3 separate regions of the Mus musculus genome follow, and all the other regions are linked to region 2. A link is a contact called in public HiChIP or PLAC-seq and promoter capture Hi-C data. All regions are on one chromosome and are shown on one strand. The core of a region is the stretch at or near the end of the contact, and the rest is flanking DNA. Distances in the headings are between cores, read along the strand shown. Region 1 has its middle 3.3 kb from the start of Gm26644. Region 2 holds the start of 1700039E22Rik (RIKEN cDNA 1700039E22 gene). Region 3 holds the start of Sfxn3 (sideroflexin 3).

Region 1 (4,475 bases), core at 723-3,222, 140 kb before region 2:
ACTAGAAAAAGGAAAGGAGAACTGAGCTTGGAGGCAGAGATACCGAGAGGCTGTGGGGGAGACAACAGGGAAGGGAGGAATGGATGGGAGACAAAGAGGAACGGCCGTTTATCTCTCCTTCCAAATTAATTGAGGCTACATCAGCCTGAGCCACTAAAACGGAGCGATTATGAATGGGTTAGTCACAGGTGGAGTTAAAGGCCTTCAGAGGGATATTAGCCAAAATTGAGTGGCTTTTAATTTCTTTCTAACGAGAGACTGTAGCTGGGGAACCAGGCACCGCCTCCGCTCAGCTCTCCTGCTAAACACGGCGTGGGGGCAGCCCAGGCCACTCGCCACCTGACCTGTGTGGCATAGGCAGCCAAGTGGAAATGGCCGTGTCTAGAACATGCCTGCAACATGCCTGTGACATGCCTGCCACACGCCTGCAACAACAGCAAGAGCCAAAAGTGGGGAAGGGACCAAGACATCCTCGGACATAGCCAGGCCAGGGATTACATAAGGGCAGAAATGGGCTGAACAGGAGAAAGGGTGGAGGTGAAGGCTGCCACAGAAAGGCCCTCCTATGGCTACAGGGTTTCCCCCACCAGCCCTGATACCATTTTTCAAAAAGGCACCATGGTTTTCTGCACTTGAAAATACTATTACTAACTTCCCTGCCTAATAAAGACACTGTGAACTCTGGGGACAGGGTGGTGACTACTGGTGTGGTAGGTGCTGAAATGTGTGACTTTTTCAACTACCTCATTACCAGGCACTTTCTGCCTGAACTTTCTGTTCTACATCTATAAAGTGAAGGAGTTAAGGTCTCACGTTGTCTTCAACACTAAAGGGCTCTAAAGAGCCTTCCTTATCTGGAGGATTCCACTGATGTGCATGGGACACGTAGAATAAGACAAGTGACCCGGGGGACACCTGTGGCCACTTGAATAAGGTATATGAACTGGACAGAGGGTCAGTGGTCCAGAATAAGTGCAGTGACATGTCAGGCAGCAGGTAAGTAGGTGACAAATGCCCAGCTGGCGGGCCTGGAGAGGGAAGGCTAATGGAGGCCAGAGAAGAGGCATGGTCAATGGGATTCTGTGGAGCCTGAGGTAACTCCTGAAAGTTGGATAAAATAAAAGGTGGTGGCCATTTCAATTATGGATACCAAGAACAAAGGAAGAAAGGTGCACCAGGGCTGGGACAGGCTCTCCATGGACATACGATAGGCAAAGGAGAGAGAAGACAGAGGGTGGAACATGGCTGTGGCCACACAGGGTGGTGAGGTTTGAAGGAGAGTGTGGAACCCAATGTTTCATAAACACTGGGCACCACAGGAAGGCATTTGGGGTCTCTAATATATTTGGGTAAAGATAGAATACGGGGGCAAGGGAACAATATGGGGACAAGAGACAGGTGTGGTGAGCCCACGTGAAGAGGCCAGGGACAAGGTGAAAGAGGAAAGGACTTGGTAACTAATATGTGGGCGGAGAGAAGCACCCACAAGAAGACTTTACTTAGGGTGTCAAGGTCAAGATGGAGGTCTGGAAGAAGAAGCATGCTCACAACTCCTACACACTGCGAGTCAAGTTAGATGGGGGCTGAGATGAACATCGGGGTATTGGCTTCCATCCAAGAGCAGAAAGATGCTGAGGGAACAGGAGCAGTTGAATCAAAGTGCATCCATCTAAGGGTCTGGGTGGTCCAACTTCCTCTCTCACCCACCAATGTATTTCCAGACCCAGGCCAATGTATTCTTCATCCCTGAACTTGAGTGTGTTCATGTATGACATGTGTGAGCATTGGCTGGCCTCAAGTAGAGCTTTCCTCTAGGTCTATGATTCTATACTCAGAGACAAAGCCAGGAACAGAGACCTGAATGAGAGCAGAGACAGGGACCTCACGAGAAATGGTGATAATTCTCCCTGTCCTCCTATCCCCAGAGCCAACAGCTGCGACCCCTCCCCCTGGCAACTCTATTAACAGTCAATTAGGGGGCCTGATGGGCCTGAGCCTGGAGAATCTCTCCTGCCATATACACAGTCAGGCCCCCAGTCAGAAGTTGGTCTGATGAGCCCTTGGGGAGAAGGCTTCACTCAAATTTATAACTAACTCTAGGGGCAGCCCAACAGCCCCTGCTCTCCTCCCCTCTCTCCTTCCTCCCAGGGCAGAGCCCATAGGGCTGGGCTGGATGCAGGAGTCTGGAGGAGGATGCCAGAGGATGAGGGGAAGATGGGACCGGGTGGACAGTGCCTGTGCTACAGGCACAGAGATGAAAGGAAGAGGGCCGCGGAGCAGAGGAAGTGGGAGGGGAGACACAAGGAAGAGCCGTGAGAGAGCGTGAGAGAGAAAAATGACAGGCCCTGAATATTGGGCGCTCTCACTTTAAATCAAGATAAAAGAGTGAACTGGAAAATGAGAGTCCAGAGAAGCCCCGGACGGCTCGGGGCGCTAATGGAAACACATGGCTGCTGGCTGCGGGCTTGTCAGCTTCCCCCGGCGCTGCCATTCCCGTCTGATAATCCGGCCTGCCATAAAATTAGACTAGCAAATACCTCCTGACAAAGATGCATGCTTCTCTCTATTGTGCCATCATAAAAAAAACTCCGCTGGTGACTCGGGGAGCCGCAAACTTCAATTTAAATTTACAGTGCTGCGGAAGGAAAGTGATATGCACTCAAAAATTTTAATAACCTATTAAGTTACGACTTCAATTTCATTTTATGAATATTTTCCTTGGGGAGCACGGCTATCACAGAGAAAGATAGAAATTTAAAAAAGATAAATAGTGCCATTAATCTCCAACATTTCTCTTCCATTATCCTTGAAAATTAGGAGTTATTTTTGTTCAGATCTTCATGTAATTAGCTCCCTCCACTTGATTCACTAGCCAGAAAATGACCATGTTCAGAAAATTAAAAATTTGTCATTAAGTGGAATTTAACATAATATCATTTATCTTTATCTATTCCCCAGCTGACAGCAGGAAGCCTTGGCTGCCTTACCGGCTGGTGTGTCAGAGTGGGGAGGGACTGCTGGGGAGAGACACTGGGAGAGACAGAGATAGAGACTGAGGGAGCTAGAGGAGGCCAGCAGGGAGGTGGCCAGACAGCAGTGAGGAAAAGGAAGGAGGAGGCCAGGAGAGCTGAGGAGTCAGCTCCAGCGATCTGGGACAGCAGAAGAGGCGGAGACTGATGTTGGCAGGCCAGGGCCTGACAGTGGGGCTGATGGGAGGAGCTGGAAGGGTGGTGGCTACATTGAGAAGGAAGGGTAGTGGATATATTGAGGAGGAAGGGTAGTGGATACATCAGTAGCAGTGGATACTTCAGTAGCAGGTACCCAAGTAGGAAGGTGGCTGGTTAGTGGAGCTGGGGTAAAGAAGTGACTTGAAAAGACAGGATCAATCCAGCGGAAGGAACCTTCCAAAATATGAGGCTGGAATGGGACAGGAGAACTCAGGATCATGGATCCCCACATCCAGAGGGAACCCATGTTATCATCCTGACCCTGACCTGTTTGGCTTCAGGGAGACAAGAGATGGGCTAACAGTCAGAGAGGAGGCAAGCAAGCAAAGGCAAAACAGGACAGCTAGCAGGTGTGTCTAAGAAAGTTGGAGGAAAGTGGGACGGACAAACAGACAAGGTAGACAGGCAGGCAGGTGAGCTCCATTAGTGACGCAGACTCAGGATGACTCCATGCTCAAGGTGCTACCACTTGCAAGGCCTGTGGCCATGCCCTTGAACTTCTCTCAGAGCTGCATGGCTGCATCTGGCCTCCATCCTAAAAAAAGACTCCATCTTGTTCTCCCTTCCTGGAGTCAAAAATTATCCACTAAACTATTCAGTCTTCATCCTGGCCAGAGAGAGAGAGAGGGGGGGGGGGGAGAGAGAGAGAGAGAGAGAGAGAGAGAGAGAGAGAGAGAGAGAGAGAGAGAGAGAGAGCGCACTATGGCTGGGCCTAAGAGACTGAGAATTGGATAAAGGGATTAAACAGCGACACATTAGTGAGAGATTTAGAGTGTAATAAACCCATTTCATAATAATATGTGCGTTGGGGCCAGCGATTCATCATCGCAAGAGCCTGTCCACCGTGGGAACCTTGACCTGCAGGGGAGGAACCTGGACAGGGAGTAGAAGTTTTTCTATAGGGTCTCAGGGAATGGACCAGGAGGTGCACACTGTACTCGAGGGACCAAAGGGGGACATCAGGATGCTGAGCATGCTGTCAGTGCAAGTTGCTCCAGGGACCAATCAGAAAGGACTTCTCACAGAGGCTGGGCTACAGAAGAGGCCTGAGACCAACACACACACACACACACACACACACACACACACACACACACCATAACCAAGCCCACATCCTCTGCAGGAAGTGAGGGGTGGGTTCTGAGCCTCAAAGTCTGTACCCCACAGACAGGACCCAACTAGCTAAAGTCTCTCAAATAAGCTTGCTGTTCCTTCCTGCTAAGATGTTCCTCCACCCCATTCTCCAGC
Region 2 (4,075 bases), core at 696-3,195:
TCTCCCAGCCTGTAGTCCACTGTCTCTGGAGCCCTTTTGTATGCCCCACTCCTCAAGTTCAACCCTCACTGGTAGAGGGAGAAAGAGAGGACAGAAAGCTGGATTGGCCTTATTCATCAAGGCACGGCCCTGAGTAAGGGTTGAGAAACTGGGGAGCCCGTTACAGCCTGTTAAGAGAATAGGGCTGACTGAGAGAAGTTGGAGGTGCGGATGAAGGGATTGGGGCTCACACTTGGGAGAAGGCAAGTAGAAGCTGTTGGTGGGGGAGCAAGGGATGGCTCTGGAAGAAGATCCCAGCAGTGAGCAGGTGGAGGCTGGAGGAGGTCTTAGGGAGGTGGGGTGGTGGTGGTGAGGAAAGAGTGGGGAGGTGGGGGGTGGGGAGTCTACAGGGAGGTAGGGATGAGGGGAGCCGCAGAGAGCTCATGGTGGCAAGGGGGGAGTCGTTAAACAGAATCTAGTGCTGATGAGGAAATTACACTTGTTTCATTAGCGATGGGGAAGGAGATAGCTCAGTTCCTCTTGGTCACAGTTGAGCTCAGAAGCTCATTATCCTGCTGCACGCATGCTTTCCCTCCTCGTCAATAAACAGGCTTTCCAGTGGCTGCATCCCCCACCCCCACCCAGCTCCTTCTTGGAGTGGGGCCCCTTCTCCTCTACTTAACCCGCGGTTAGGGATCACTGTAAACAGTCTGGGGTCATCACACAGGAGAAAGGGCCAGGGGGGAAACCCATAGGCCTGGCCTTTCTCCTCCTGGAGGGAGGGAGGTAGCTCCCGAAGGCTCCCAACCCACTGTGCCCTCCACTGCTCACTGCTCCTGAGCCTGCGAGCAGTCCAGTGGATTCCCGCAGTTCACTTCCCCAGTTACGTGGCCCTTGTACTGAACCTCAGGAGGGAAAAGTGGGAGGGGTTATTTCCCAGGAGGGCACCACCACTACCACCTGCCTAGCTTTGGCACAGCTCTGAGATGCCATTCTTAGGGCTTTCTGGGACAAAGTGTCCCAGGGGCCTTCCTGCTCCACCTTCCCCCTCTCTCATGCTGTAGAATCCCTAAAGCCAGTGTCCACTGTAAAAGCTCTCAGCTCCCAATTTACTTAAGTGGGAGCAGCCAGACCAAGACCAAACCCTTCCTGGGCAGCGATCTCTTGCAGGAGAGCCCAGGCACAAACCCGCCCACAGATTCCCTCCATGCCTAGGTGTGCAGGGATCTGGCTGCTACTTGTCTATGGTGGCTGTCCCCATGCAGAGCTCGGAGTGTGTGGATTACCTGGCCTCTGGCCTGCTCCCAGGGGCCCTATCCCTGCTTGAAACACCCAAGACTGGGACTAGTGAGGACAGGACAGAAGAGGCCAACTGGACACGTTGAACGCCTCTAATTCCAGTTCCCCGCCCTCCCACAGGGAGCGAGTTCTCAGGCAACCCATACAGCCATCCCCAGTACACCGCCTACAATGAGGCTTGGAGATTCAGCAACCCCGCCTTACTAAGTGAGTACGCCACCTGGCAGGCCGGCGGCTCCCAAGGTCGCCTACCCGCTCGCCAGCTCGGGCGCGCAGGCTGCTTCGGGATACGGATCCCACTCAGGACCACCCCAATTCTGGGTACCCGGATGGGCCAGGGAGACAGGCCCATTAGAGCAGCGCCGGGTCCTGGGGATACCACCAGGACGCCTGCGCCTCCAGCCTCTTCCCTCCCCTACCTCTTGATCACTGGAGGGCTCTTAGCCAACAGTGGCCGTCGGACCCCTTGGGGGATCCGCAGCCGGGTGTCACCTGTCCTGTCCCTCTCCCGCCCTGTGGATGCAGCACTACTCCTGGGCATCTGGCCTCGGGGCCGAGCCACAGTCCTCCAGGCCTGATCCCGCTGGACCCGGGGAGGGCTTTTCTTTGCTTTTCTTTCCTTTTTTGTTCTCCTGTTTGTCCTCTCACCCAGCCCATTCTTCTCCTGTGTTAACTTCCAGGTTCCCCTTATTATTATAGTGCCGCCCCCCGGGGCTCCGCCCCTGCCGCTGCTGCCGCTGCCTATGACCGCCACTAGTTACCGCGGGGACCACATCAAGCTTCAGGCAGACAGCTTCGGCCTCCACATCGTCCCCGTCTGACCGCCCACCCCAGAGGGAGGGAGGACCGAAGCGACGCGCTGCCTCTCGGCCACCGTCCCTGTCCCACCCCCACCTCGAGACATCCTCCCCCAAGCCCCGCAGCCCTTCTCATCACCCTGTCGATGGCCAGACAGGACAGGTGGAGCCGCGGGTGGGACCCTCAGGCCCCAGCCCCGCCCGTCGCCCCTCCCCGCCTGCCTGGACCGCGGCGCCGTCCGGAAGCCCGCCCGCCTCTGGCCCGCGCGCCGTTTCTGTGACACACAATCAGCGTGGCCCACCCAGGGGCAGCCCACTTCGGACGCCCGGGAGTCGGGAGGCTTCGCTGGAGAAGCTGAGCAAGGGAAGCTAAGGAAAGGACTTTGTGCTGAAGGAGGAGCCGCCGGGGAGACCCTAGGGGGGAAATCCTGCCCCATCCCCCCTGTGCCTGCCAAGCTGACCCCGCCTTCTGTCTGCGCCCCGCCCCAGACGGTGGCACTGGGACGCAAGGGTCGGACTCGAGGGACAGCGTTTGGGGCGACAGCGTTTTCCAAGGCTGGTACCCAAGGCGAGCAGACGCCAACTGAGCTCATCCACCTGAACTGCCTAGTTCCCTTGGGCCTGCGATCTCCTTCTGCAGTGACTCTCCTCTCGGCCCCGCCTTGCCCTTACGTCAGCGCCTCTTCCACCTGCTGGCCTCTCACTTTTCCCTCCTGTGCTTCCTCGGCTCATCCCACGACACCTTGTGTTTGGTCCCAAGCACGCAGCCACGTCGGGGCCACCGCGGGAACCGTGTCCTCAGGCTGCGGCTGCGAGCATTGATCTTTTCCCATCAGTAATGCGCTGCCCACCCCCACCCTCCCATCCCAAACTCCCAACCTGCGGGCGCAAAAAGCCTGGAAGGAACTGACGACCGAGCCGCCCCAGATGAAAATCCGGGTCTCCCCGCCCCATTCCCCCCAAGCACCCCCTCCCCAGCCTTCCCTTGGGCAGGAGCTGAACAGAGCCTCAAAAAAAAAAAAAAGTCTACACTTATTTAATATGATGATGGTCTTTGCAAAAATGAACAAACAAAAACCCAACAGGCTGCTTTATAGAAAGACGGTGTGTGCTGTCGAGGCGAACCTCTCTCTGTACATAGCCCCTCCCTCTCTGCCCCGCCCCTCCGGGTACCATAGAGTCCCTGTCCTCCCGCCCCCCCCCCGCCCCCCTGCCTGTAGATACACCCTTCTGTCCGTGCTGTGAGAGTCGCCGCTCGCTGGGGGGAGGGAGGGGGGACACAGCTACATGCCCACTAAAGCACAGCACGTCCTGGGGGAGGGGGGCATTTTTTTACGTTACAAAAAAAAATTATGAAAGAAATCTCTATGCAAAATGACGAACATGGTCCCGTGGACACCTCTCGCCTGTTTTGTTGACTGTTTCTCTGTAATTCCGTGTTCATCGCCCTGCATCTCTCCCACTTCATCTCCCTTTTCTCTGCTACTCTCGACCCCTCTGTGTCTCTTTCTCTTCTTCACTTGTCTCTGTCTCGGTCCGTTCTGCCCCAGGCCTCCAAGGCTACATCTAAGATGGCAGAACCAACCTCGGGGCTTGGCCCCTTGTGGCCATGCCCCACGTGCCCGACCAGGCCACCCTGCCCCACCCCACCCTGTAGTTGCTCTCTCGGTAGCGGCGATGCTCCCTGCATGTCTCCTCAACCGTGGATCGTGACGACCCGAAATAACAGAAACAAAGTAAATAAAAGTGAAAAAAAAATAAGTAAATAAATAAATAAATAAAAATCCTTGAACAAATCCGAAAAGGCTTGGAGTCCTAGCCCAGAGTGCGCTTTCCTTCGAGCCATTTTATTTGAAAAGGAAAGCGAGAAAAGTGAACAATCTAAGGGAACTGCCGGCGCCCGACCGTGCTCCAGTGGCTGGAGCTGGATGGCGAGGGCAACGAGGTCCCAGCTTCGAGGCCCAGCCTGACCCAGTCTTGTGTGGAGCTGGCCGCGCTCC
Region 3 (4,143 bases), core at 326-2,825, 210 kb after region 2:
TCCTGTCCCCCTCTCCCATCCTGGGCCCAGAGGAGATCGGCCCAGTTCTGCACCATCTTGGATTTGGGGATTTGTTTCTACAAGGCCATTGGGACACTTTCCTTCCATTCCTCCCTCCATTCCTCCATTGCTATTCTCAATGGAGTCATCCACCCAGTCTCCGGTCCTCATCTGACACTCAGAGAGTAGAGATGGGGGTCACAGCAGGCTCTTGAGTTTTAAAGAGAGAGAGGAGAATGGGTGCCACACAGTTTACTGCAGCATCTTTCCTGTGTGTATATGTATATGGGTAGGGGCTAGCCTCCCGAGCTGGACTTCAGGACCTGGGATAGCTGCGGTCGAGCTTGCCCCCCACCGCCACCCCCAGGTGAATGTCAGGCTCCAGGCTGCAGTTGTGAGTCTAAAGTCGCTGCAAGACTCTATCCCAGGACTGAGTGATCTTCTGGAGAGAGCCCCACAAATCGCTAGTGCAAAACCAGGGGTCACGCCCTCTAGAGCATTTCTGTAAACCAAAAAACAGACTCCCCCATGTAGGACCTCCTGCCTCGCTACCTCTAGGACTTGGCCACCTCACCTGGTCCCGTGTGCCGCCGCTGCCCTTGTCGCCCGCTGGCGGGCGCGATACAGTGAACTAAGGACCCCGCCCACGCTCCGCGCAGCTGCTGGAATAGAGCTACCCTGCGCGGTCCTGGGATCCCATTGGCTGCTGAGACCGCCAGTCATTCTCTTCTAGCACCTTTGGTAGCCTGTCCGGATTGTAGCTTCTCACCTGTCTGATACCTCTGGGCTCTGCCCGCCCCAACTCTGAACCCCAACTGGTCGTTGGAACCCAGGCTCTGGAACTGGCTGGGTTCCACTGGCTACTAGAATCACGTCTTCTCCGGGCCACGCTAGCTTCCTGAAATTGCCATCCCTTCCGTAGTCATCCCTAAGGTCTCTGTGGGAGAATGTCACAAACGAAAGAGCTGAACCTGAGCCTGAGATCAGCAGGAAGGAAAGCTGGAACATGGCTGTGTCGCCGCTGTGCCCTGGGTGCTGATGGATAAGGGATGTGTGTGTGTAATGCCTTCTTCACCTTCGGAGACACCCTGTTCTGGAAAGGCCGCACGATACAGCAGCTGATCCCAGGCCACTAGGAGAAGAATCTTTCTGATGCGCCTGCTTGGATGCAGGCAGAGATCACGGGAAACTTTGGCCGTGCACATCCCTAGGACTGGGGCGTCAGTTTGTGTACGGATAAGTGTTGGGGGTACAAAAAATTGCTGGCACAGTGGAGCTGGGGATTAGGTGGCAAAGGGGACTGGGAACACAAAAGGGGCACAGATACCACAACAATGTGGCTGGAAAGAGATGCGAATGACGAGGATCTGCAAAAGGAGCCTCTAAGACCTGGAGTAGCAGACCAGGGTGCAAGCAAGGAGAGTCCATTGCCAAGGCAGCAATCAAGTAAACAAGCAGTAATCCGAATCCCTCCGGGCGTTGCACCCTCAGAGGCCCGCCCTCCACGCCGCTCACCCGCACCCAGTGCACCTAGACTGGGTGCTGCGGGGGTGGGTGCCTCCAGAGGCAAGCTAAGGGACTGCAAGCGAAGGAGGCAAGTGGGGCGGCTCCTCCCCTTTTCTCCCTGGTTGGGAAGGAGGCCAGAATTGCTTCCCAGGACTGGGTCGGGTTTGGTCTCAACGGCCTGGTCTGGGAGAATCACTCTGGACATCCACTGTCTCGGAACTCTGCCAAGAGGGGGGGTGGGTCAGGCGAACGAGCTCAGGGAGCCCCCGCCCTTCCCTGCTGCTCAGCGTCACGCGTGACGTCTCGGTGATGGCTGGGAGGAAAGCGGAGAGCGGTGAGGAAGGCGGGTCTGAGAGCTTCTAGAGGCTGAAAACCCCGGAAAGCGTGAGTGCCTGCTGCCTTGGGAATCAGCAAAGTGGAGGGGTGAGGGCTTGGGCTCAGAACAGAAGGCTTGCCTTGAGAGAGGTGCTCTCTCTTATGGGAATTCCATATTGCGTGGTCTGTTAGGATCTGTAGGGCACAAGGAGGGGTTGGTTGAGGCTGTGTGTTAGGCATGCTTTCAAATGTCTGCAACTGATAGATATGGCTGAGCGTGTGTGTGTGTGTGTGTGTGTGTGTGTGTGTGTGTGTGTGTAACGGTACTCTGGTTGGTTGACTAGTGTATACAGTGTGACTCTAACCTGTTTGTGTGCTGGGGAGGGCGTGCCTGTCTTTGTGTATAAGTATGTGAAAGTCGGGTGGGGACGGTGTCTACTGTGAGGGAGGAAGTGGGGTTGGAGGGTATTAGTCACTCTGCAGGATTTTTGCCTAACACAGCCAGATGGCTGTTCTTGGCATTCCTTTTTGTGCTGGGCGGAGGGGCATCCATTGAATCTCGCCCTTTCCTGAGGTTTTTCTGAGGCTCAGAGAGAGTTGGGTGGGTGCCTGCGTCAGTTCTATTCAACCCAGGACCAGGGAGAGCCCGGAGTTATTGTGTAGGAGTGGAAGCAAGTGGGTTTGAGGAGGCTATGTGGGTGCTCACATGTTCACAAATGGCTGCCACTCCAGTGCTGTTTGAGATCTGGTACGGATCAGCCCTCAGGTGCCTAATGTCTCCTCCAATCAGGGGCTTGAGTGTGGGCTGCCTTCTGTCATTTTTCCAAACAGCCTTGGAAGTTTTTATCTAAGTCTTGGGGCAGCTGGGGCCTGAAGCTGGAAAGGGCTTGGGTGTGTTATCCATGTTCTGTGCTCCTATAGCAGGAGCTCAAGATAGCTGCCCCAGATTAGCTGCTGCTGGGGAATCACACACACACACACACACACACACACACACACACACACACACACACTCACACACACGTAAATCTGGCATCAGGCCACAGCGTCAGGAAAGCTATATTCTTGGTTCTGGTCTTCCCTCCGGCTCTTAAGTGGCTGTATGTTCCTGGCTAAAACACTACCTAGGGAACAACTCCTCCCCCACCCTTGTTTATGGATCTGGAGTGACCTTGAGCACCTGCAAGCACTGGTCAGTTTCTGGGGCCAAGGCAGAGCCACCAAAGTGTCTCCCAAGTGAAGGAAGTCCTTGGACCTGACCCTTATTCTTGCTACCTTGCAGAAGATGGGTGACCTGCCCTTAAATATCAACATCCAGGAACCTCGGTGGGACCAAAGCACATTTCTAGGCAGAGCCCGGCATTTCTTCACAGTCACTGATCCCCGAAATCTGCTGCTGTCCGGGGAACAGCTGGAAGCTTCCCGGAACATCGTGCAGAATTACAGGTGAACCTGCCTCAAATCACGCCACTGTGACGCAGCACTTTAGCTCAGCGGATCTGAGGACATTTGGGCTGAGGGGACAGCACTGTGTGTTATGGGTAGGTGGCAGCTCTGCAGGTCACAGATCCTTAGTAATGACACTTCCCAGTGCTGTTCACTGTGCAAGGACAAAGAGAGTCCCACGCAGATAGAAAAGGAATCCTCCTTGGGAGGTTTAACTCTTGGAATGTCCTCCAGTCATTCAAACCACCATCACTGTGACCCCGGAGAAAATGTGGGGCCACCAAGGATGTGAAAATAGAGTAGGCACACCTACAAGACGCTCTGACATCCCCAGGGGACAGAGAGGTCCTTTACTCAGAGGTTGGGTGCCAAACTTCCTGATCCTTTGCCCAGAGTTCCCCGAGGCAAGCAGCAGAGACAAGAAGGGCAGGTCTGACCCCTGCCACAGCCTCCTGGTTTCTTGCCAATTTCTACAGGGCTGGTGTGGCAACCCCGGGTCTCACTGAGGACCAGCTATGGCGAGCCAAATACGTGTATGACTCAGCATTCCATCCGGACACGGGGGAGAAGGTGGTCTTGATTGGCCGTATGTCAGCCCAGGTGCCCATGAACATGACCATTACTGGCTGCATGCTCACCTTCTACAGGTAAACCTTATCCTGTGTCCCCTTCCTGAGCGCTATGCCCAGAGCATGCCTGGGTGACTATAAGTCTCCTTTCTACACCTTTTTCGGTCAAGGACAGTGGGTGGGAGAATACTTGAGCATCCTTTCTGCTTCTCAGGACCCAGCCTCCATCTGTGTAAGGTGTTCCCGCAAGGTCGATGAGGGCCAGTTTGGGGACCATGAGCTAAGTCTCACTTGAGGAGTTAAGGAA

Evidence for each region. Promoter capture Hi-C pulls out the DNA fragments that hold promoters and counts their contacts. HiChIP or PLAC-seq counts read pairs in DNA pulled down with a chosen protein or histone mark.
Region 1: a promoter capture Hi-C map of the C10 cell line shows a contact between it and region 2. The contact joins the enhancer-like site here to the promoter of 1700039E22Rik in region 2. A contact is called at or near these places in 10 of 39 promoter capture datasets (the 3T3-L1 cell line, the C10 cell line, embryonic stem cells and 5 more), 6 of 115 datasets of contacts at active chromatin or transcription factors (embryonic hindbrain, embryonic stem cells, epiblast stem cells and 3 more) and 2 of 9 other capture datasets (embryonic stem cells and embryonic trunk).
Region 3: a contact with region 2 is called in an H3K27ac HiChIP or PLAC-seq map of embryonic stem cells, with 2.5 times the contacts expected there. The contact joins the promoter of Sfxn3 here to the promoter of 1700039E22Rik in region 2. A contact is called at or near these places in 3 of 39 promoter capture datasets (hippocampal neurons, liver and stem cell-derived epiblast-like cells) and 2 of 115 datasets of contacts at active chromatin or transcription factors (embryonic stem cells and pancreatic cancer cells).

What each region holds. Positions count from the first base shown.
Region 1 is chr19:44,696,574-44,701,048 of GRCm38.p6, forward strand. No RefSeq gene overlaps it. Among named protein-coding and RNA genes, the nearest start is that of Gm26644, 3.3 kb to the left of the region's middle. Within about 2 kb of position 1,973, at least 7 of the 459 cell types and tissues checked have an H3K27ac peak or open chromatin away from gene starts, as enhancers often do.
Region 2 is chr19:44,833,993-44,838,067 of GRCm38.p6, forward strand. 1700039E22Rik (RIKEN cDNA 1700039E22 gene) reads right to left here and starts at 1,946. Exons shown (of 3, transcript NR_045315.1): 1 at 1,499-1,946. It overlaps Pax2 (paired box 2), which reads left to right. Exons shown (of 10, transcript NM_001368747.1): 9 at 1,399-1,485; 10 at 1,978-4,075. The coding sequence ends at 2,099.
Region 3 is chr19:45,046,001-45,050,143 of GRCm38.p6, forward strand. Sfxn3 (sideroflexin 3) reads left to right here and starts at 1,576. Exons shown (of 11, transcript NM_053197.4): 1 at 1,576-1,890; 2 at 3,104-3,267; 3 at 3,744-3,914. The coding sequence starts at 3,107. It also overlaps a transcript of Pdzd7 not described here.